2 separate regions of the Zeugodacus cucurbitae genome follow, and region 1 is linked to region 2. A link is a contact called in public Hi-C data. All regions are on one chromosome and are shown on one strand. Each heading gives the region's core, a stretch centred on a gene start, on an enhancer-like site or on the middle of the called end of the contact. The rest is flanking DNA. Distances are from core to core; before and after follow the strand shown.

Region 1 (4,016 bases), core at 289-2,788, 240 kb after region 2:
ACGCCGACACAGCTTGTGCATACTGCGCTGGCGCACACTGCGCTTTGCTCTCCACGCCCACTGCAGTTGCAATGAGCATATCGTGCACCGCTCTCTGCACATACGGTTGTATATCGAAGCTGCTTTTACCATCGCTTTCTTCGCGTAGGCGCTCCACCAATAACTGTGCTTTTGCTGCAAATATCTCCACAAAGTCCGTCAGCATCTGTGGACGCAACGCATGCGCGATCAGTTGTCGCTGCTGTTGCCATTCGTCGGCATCTCGTCGCAACAGTCCAACACCGTAGACCGGTTGCAACAGATTGTTGTAGCCCGTATTCAAATGATCTGCGCTGTGCAGCAGCTGTGTGACAAACTCTGAGTCGGCGGTGAGTATGAATAGCCGATCGAAGACCCAACAGCGCGAGAGCGTGCCGAACTTGTTGAGATAATTGCGTGACTTGACGAGAAAATCTGTGAAAATTTCACTTTCATTTATTAAGTGAATATTACTGTTGGATTTCAATACCGGAGGAGGTTAAGAGTGCTGACTTCAATATTTCAATACAGTTTGATAAAACCTCTTGGAAAGTTAGGATATTATGAAGGTCCAATTTTATTTCATTTCAAATGATACTGATTTCGTAAAAAAGGAATCCGATTATTTTAGCGTATATTAATACCCTTTAAAAGGTTCCGAAAGTTTGAGCATAAAAATATGAGGTAGATACTAATTACATACTGAGTTTGGAATCCAATGAAGTTGAACTTCGAAAATATTATAAGATAGAAGGACCCAAAGGTGGCATTTTTTGTTGGATGCATGGATCACATCCCGGCGCAGTTCTAAGATCTCAACGAAGGATTAACCATTTTACGAGACTAAAAAGTCGCGAAGATTTCATCTAAGTGAGAACTTCTACCGGGAGCTCTAGGACCACCGAATGATAGTCATGGATCTGACTATATAGACGTGTATCACCAATATTATGAAACTTTTTTAGAAGCTCTTAGACGCTATTCTATGAATTCAGACCGTTATTGCTGAATTTTTTAGAAGACCCATTCCAGTCCAATGAGTCGTCGTTTACATTTTTCACGAGAAAGGGTTTTTGCGATTTCTTACAACACTTTCGAACACTTAATTTGGTAACTTGGCTTATACAACAACACTTTTACCAGCAAAAACAACACAAAACTCACTTCTTGGCGTCAGCAATAAGAACTTCTGCACCGAACCGATTAGCGGCAAAGCCAAGGGACCACTTAGATTCGTGATGAGCGCACGTTTCCTACGCGTCTTCACATAATTCAGCGCCGAAACGATTGTCAACGAAATGAATATGCAAATAACGATCATATTGCAACACGACACGTCGAAGTGACCGAAACAAACAAACTGAAAACTGAAAATTGAAAGTAACCAACGCCGAAAGATGCAAAACAAAGCTGAAGTGCAGCACAACCGAAAGCCAGCGGCTGCTGCTCTTACTCTTGCTGTTGCTATTCGACTGGAGACTGTGAGGCCTATGCGCACGAGCGTCCGCGCCACGACTGCGCAGTCGACGGCTGCTGTCGCAATGCGGCTTCCACTCCAATTATTTCGACTACGCCACACCTGAGCGCCCCATGCACCGCTATTTGCTGCGTATGGAATGGAATTTTGTTTTTGCGCTGATCTTTATCCGCGTATTGAATTGTGTTAATTCATAAAAATTTGCTAGCGATCACTCGAGAGTCAACAGCTTTATTACCAAAACACAATAAACTTAACAATGCCGTCAATAAAGATGTGCTTTTTTTACCAACACTGACAAATTACTTGTTTGGGTCCAAAGAAATGTGTATATATGTAAGAAGCTATACACAGGTATTGAATAATCTCTAGCGCCAGTGTCTTGTGTTTGTTTTGGTTCAGCGATTTTGTTTATTTGTTGATCTCACCAACAACCGATTGTGTTCGTAGATTAGCGGTAATGTGTGTGAGAGCGTGCACGAGCGAGACAACCGCAATTGCCATGTAAATGACTTGAGTTGAGAGAGCGTCAAAGCAAATTTGTACGCTTGTGGCTGAAAAACAAGTGGAACAGCGTGAGCAACACAGCTTCAGCGGGTCAACAACGGCAGCAACAACAACAATAAGTGAGTCGCATTTTAACTGCGTCCATTAGCGTTAATTTACGGAAGTGGATTTCGCAAGCGTATAGCCGGCGTAGAGCGGAGCTCCATAGCTTGAACTAAAAGTTTGCGCAGTTAAATGACACACTAATGACTTTTTAACCCGTTACGCGCCAAAAGTTGAAAAAACCAAATAGAGTGTGAGCTATAGACTTCATTATATGTAAATACAGTGTGTTATGGATAATAAGAACTAAGAATTACAGTGCTTTAAGGTTGATTTCGACAAGTTTATTGAAGAAACATTGAGTCATTATTAAAATTTCCCAATACAGGTTTACGAAGTATTGTCTTCAACCACCTCTCTTTTGAAAACAGCAGTCTTTATTAAACTATATAAATATTATATACGTTTTCTTTATTATGCTGATCCCAAATTTTATAAAACTATCAATAAAGAAACAAAATAGACACATTTCTACCCACACTATATTTAATCACTCCCATACAAAATAAGCAATATTCTAAATATGAAACAACCAAACACCATATAGATCGCTACCCAACCTTCAGTCTCTCTTCCTCATACCCAGCTGAAATCCAGTCGCTGAGCGCATAACAATATTTATTTCAGGTTGCACAGGCTCACCGAAAGGCAACAGCTCATATTCGCGCACGATCTTGGCAATGATCATCTTCATCTCCAGCATGGCGAATTTCTGACCGATGCAATTACGAGGGCCAGCACTGAAAGGTATGAAGAGGAATGCACTAGCGCACTCATTATTCAAATGACGTTCGGGCACAAAGTCATCGGGGCGCTCAAAATAACGCGCCTGTCGCAACATGCCAAAAAGCACGATAAGCACTTCAGTGCCCGCGGGTATGACACCATCACCAATTTGTGAATGCGCTGTGTAAAATTTCGTAAACAATTTTAAAATTATGTAATTACACATAGAACTCACTGTATTTGAAGTCCTTCGTCAATTGTCGGCCCACAATCGGCACGGATGGATAGAGACGGAGTGTCTCCTTAATAACACATTCCGTATATTTCAGCTCATTGAGTTCACGCAAGCTGATCGGTTGCTCACGATCATCACCTAACACAACGGCAACTTCCTGTAGCACCTTCTGTTGTACCTCTAGATGGCGTGAGAGCAAATGCAATGTGAAACTGATGGCCGAAGTTGTGGTGTCGTGTCCTTCGAACATAAAAGTATCGACTTCCTCGCGTATATCTTCATCGGACAACGGTTGATCACCGATCGTCGACTGCAACAGCATATCAAGTAGAGCCATACGTTTCTTGCTGCCCACGATCTGAGAATCTCCCGACGAATCTTCATCCACCTTTTGTACATTTCGATTATTTTCAAGTGCCTCACGTCGTTGTTTTATAACATTGGTGGTGAACTCATGCAACGTCTTAATTAGCCGCATTTGTTGCCACTTGAGGTGCGGACAGAAGATGCTGAATAAATTTTCATTGTCCAGATGGACTTTGGTGAAACGATAAGCAAACAGTTTTGTGGTTCTGGCAGTAAGAAAGTGGATAAATTTTAATTGGAATTTTTTAATTCTTTTATTACCCAAATTTTTAGACATTCTAATATTAGTTTAATTGAATAAATTACTGTGAGCAGCTGGCAACGCTTCTCAAAAATATTCTCAAATTGAAATTTACTTAAACCCCCACTGTTTGATACGCATATTTTAATATAATTTGATTAACATAGTAATTTTGTGAAATAAAAAAGTAAATAAGTGGCAACTTTTCTCAAAACTAGCTTCAATTTTAATTCTCCATAAAACCTCTTTTAGTGATACCCTTATTGTAATATTAAAAATTTTGCAGTTATACCTATCATCAGGTGTTTATTTATATTTTAAATTAAAACTGTATGCAGGTGGCA
Region 2 (4,038 bases), core at 1,412-3,911:
GTGCCCTGCTCTTGACATTTTCTGCATTCCTCCCGATCTGACAGCCCCATTTTGTAGGCATGCGCCGCTACAAGGCTGTGACCGGTAAGAATGCCAACCATGGTCCTACAGCCCTTTCTATCGAGCTCCAGTAGGAACCTTGTATATTTTTGATCTACCGCTTTGCACATGACTTTTGCAGTTTTACACCCCGGCAGATCCTTCCAGCGAGATATGATTCTTCTTGCCATGCACCTGTCTATGTCATCGTATAGAATGTGCATGGGTTTAGCGATGTTGATCATGTTTCCGGGTGACAGCTATACACCACTCTTGGCAAATTGACGAATAATAAGTTTTGTGTTAAAAAAAAACGTAAATTTCCTTTATTTTTTCAGCTTTTAACAACCTTTAGCTCCGATCTCATAAGATACCACAATGCTATATGGCACTATAACTGACTGTCACAAGTGCATAGATTTAAACTGCCTTTCCAGAAGAGAAAGAAGTGTGTGTTTTATGAGGAACAATTGACAGTGGCCAATAAGAAACCCTACGACTATGGAGAGGTAAGGTTTACTGACGGCGAATTTGCAACTGCGCATGTGCCACTGACTGTCCAGCGCCTGCCCAACTCACCCGCAATAGGACAACGGTGTTCCTACATGCTTCCGTGCTTCTAATAGTGAGTCTGACGTTCCTCACCTTGTAAGCGAGGAACCCAGACTAATCTAATTGAATAGTATAACGATGCCACCGACAGTGAGAATAGGCATTCCCTAACCAACCTTGAGCGCATAGTCAGTGAACTAAGATCCGAGTGGATCGTCACCTTCCTAAAGGTTGGTGTGCATCGAAGCAATATATCCGTCGCTGCCTTAATAGCAGCCACTACCGCTTGAAAAACGCTGCAATAATCGGGAAGCCTGAAACTATGCTTAAGGACATAGAATAGGTAATTTTGCATCAACAACGAAGAATAATTTAGAATTTGAGTAATTTCTTCTGTGGTCCTTAATTAATTTTTAATTATTGAGTTAAGTTTTTTCTTTAATACTTTTTCATTAATATACAGTACTTCTCAATGTTTATATGTTAACTTCAAATTTTCCCGCAGGGTATTTATAAAGTAAATAAATTTTAAATGGAAACATATAAATTTCCATAGAAAAGTATTATTACATGTTTGTTTTCAGTCTGAAAAGTATTTGATAAATATTGTGCTAAGTGGCTGACTCTTTCACCAAGATTTACAATTTTATAAATAACTTATTCCAAGATTTTTCTATTCTACAAATAAATTCGTACGCAGCTGGAGAAAAACGCATACCAAAATATTATTGTTTGATCGCGTCAATATTATCTTAAAACTTAACATTCTTAAAATTTATCCTCTAGAAATTTTCAAAAAAAAAATGAATTTTCAATCAACATATCCAAATGCATTCCACTAAGCGCAAATATTGCGGAACATTCTCGCTGCTAGCAACATTGCGTATAGCGACATTGTGCAGCCGAAAGTCTGCAATGTTTACATTCTATTTCCCGCCAATTACAAGCGAAGCCGACACGCACACCACCAGCAGGATACCAACACAACAATAAAGCTTTAAACACACCAACACGCCTGTGTACATACACCGACAAACACACATGCAAAGCGCTAGCCACACAATTTAAGAGCCACCACCAAAATCCAAAAGGCAAACAAATACAAAAAACCTACAACAACAATGTTGTGTGCGACAGACGCGAAAGTGGTGGCATTTGGCCAACAAAAAAAGTAAAGTGAAATGTCTAATACTGTTTGCACAAGCAACAACAAATGTTAACTTCATGCGAGTGTGTTAAATGAGAGCGCAAGTTGCTGTTAGCCGGCTGTTTTAACAATATGTTAATTTAACAGTGTATGTTAAGTAACATTTGTTTACATGCCGGTGAAGAAAGTCGGAGAAGTGAATTTTTGGCGTAACAAACGGCACACGTGCTAGAAATGGTTTATTTTGAGAGGTTGCCAGATAGCCCAAAATTTTTTGTATATTTTAAATTAATTTTTATTCAATTGAGAGTGAATCTTTACACGGACAGACAACTAAGAAAGTGATTTTAAGGCCCTTTGAAATTAATTTCATAAATCGTTGCCTACCTTTAGGGTGAGTAGTCCATCAATAATACTGATTTGAAAAAATAATAGTTTCTCAATTTTGGATAAAAAAATAATAGACTTCTAAAATACGAAATCGATTGCGATGACAAGTATTTTGAGAAGAATTGCAATGAATTTAAATAAATGTAGCATACATTTAGGATTCAATAAACCTAATTAGTCCCTTAATTACTTCCACTGCGCTCCAATCCTGCAGTTCTCTCAAATACAGTAATTCTCTTGATTCATTAATTTCGTCTCGTGTCTGAAGAATCCTTAGAAACTTCTATAAAATCATTTAATATTCTAATTCATAAACATTTAACATCCGGCAACATCTTCTCAACGCCTAAATACACCACTGTAAACAAATGAAAACTGTGCACGTGAGTGTGCTCTTAAGTTTGCTGAGATGCATGCTCTCCCATAGTACCGTTACTTGCTGCACTCCACAGCAATACTCGAGTTGAGAATGGTCGGCCGGCTGTTGGTTGGCATTTGACGGCTGTTCGCTGTTGCCTTTCGTCTTTTCCGTTTTTTCGCTGTTCACCATCATGGCTTGCTATTCAGCGCCGTCGTGCGCTGTCATTTGTGCTTGGGCGGCCCATTCGGCATTTCGTGCAATGTAACGGCAATCGTACGATTCAGTTGGTAACGACTTTTCCGTGCGTTTAGACGTGTTTTCGTGCGAGCTACTCAGAAACGGCCTTCGCGTGTTTTTCAGTTTATTGCGCCATCCGATTATTCGCGCATCAACTTAGAATTTAGCGCAGCAGGAAGGCAAATACGCGTGAAGTATACGTGTTTTGAGGAATTTCAAATCTGTAAATTGTAAATACGAATATGATTTTTACGATTCCGATGATGCGAATTTAATGTGAAAACACATAAAGTGAAACTGTTTGTAAAGTGAATTTAAGGAATTCATTGAGAATATTAAAACAAATATTTTTTGCAATCAAAGAGAGTTTATAAATGCGCAAGCGATGATCGTAAAAGATCGTTGTTATTGAACAATTTGCGGTGAATAAATATTATAGTGAAGTGTGTTGTAGTGATTTTTGTGTAAAAATTTATATAAATAAATTAGTAATACAAACAAAATTGTAATATAAATACTAAATATTTTAGAAATATATATTTTTGTGTGAGTGTGCATAGCAATTATTGGTAAGTTGATTTATAACAGAGAAATATTTTTGAAATAATATTCTTATCAAAGTTTACAACAAAACCGTTGATATAAAAAGAAAAATAATTGCTGAAAACGTTTTTCAATAACAGTTTTGGAATATAAAAGTATTTCTATAAATTTTCAAAGAACGCTGTACTCAACAGATCGGTCGTTGAGACCCAATAAATTGGAGTTTGTATATCCTACTAAAGTTCGAGTGCTAATTTGTTATAAAACTTAAGGGTTTTGTAAACTAAAAAAAATAAGCTAGATAAAATAAAACCATAATGCAGTCGCTTTATTCTTCTGATACTACTCTGACGTTAAAATAAGAAAACCTGAGATTTGTTATAATACAGATTATATAAAACTATTTCGGTTTTGAAACTTGATTTTGGGATTTCACCTTTTTCAGTTAATGACAAAATCAATTCTTCGTTCATATATCCCAAATAGATAGCTCTAGATAGCTTTTGGAAGCTAATTTAATTTCCAATATATATTTACTTAAAACACTCAATACTCATTACTAGTAAGATTCTAGCCGAAAGTAAACCCAGGCAGCTGGTTAATCTTTTGAGTTAAATGCAAAATAATATATTAAGTAGAAATTTAGTTTAATTTAACATTTTCTATAAACAAAAACATCAATTTTAAGAAAAAAAAAATAAAATTCAGGCTTAATATATTGAACACATATAGGGTTTATAGGGTTCAAAACAGTTTGCGCCAAAAGGTA

The links. A called contact is a pair of places that touch in the nucleus more often than the background predicts.
Region 1: a Hi-C map of whole body shows a contact between it and region 2, with 7 times the contacts expected there. The contact joins the promoter of LOC112694738 here to the promoter of LOC105211165 in region 2. A contact is called at or near these places in 2 of 2 Hi-C or Micro-C datasets (both in whole body).

The regions. Positions count from the first base shown.
Region 1 is chr4:64,224,780-64,228,795 of idZeuCucr1.2, forward strand. LOC112694738 (cytochrome P450 4d8-like) reads right to left here and starts at 1,539. Exons shown (of 5, transcript NM_001364884.1): 1 at 1,183-1,539; 2 at 3-453. The coding sequence starts at 1,339. LOC105211129 (cytochrome P450 4d8-like) reads right to left here. Exons shown (of 6, transcript NM_001364883.1): 5 at 3,066-3,637; 6 at 2,422-3,010. The coding sequence ends at 2,667.
Region 2 is chr4:63,985,850-63,989,887 of idZeuCucr1.2, forward strand. LOC105211165 (putative mediator of RNA polymerase II transcription subunit 26) reads left to right here and starts at 2,662. Exons shown (of 11, transcript XM_029039518.2): 1 at 2,662-3,295.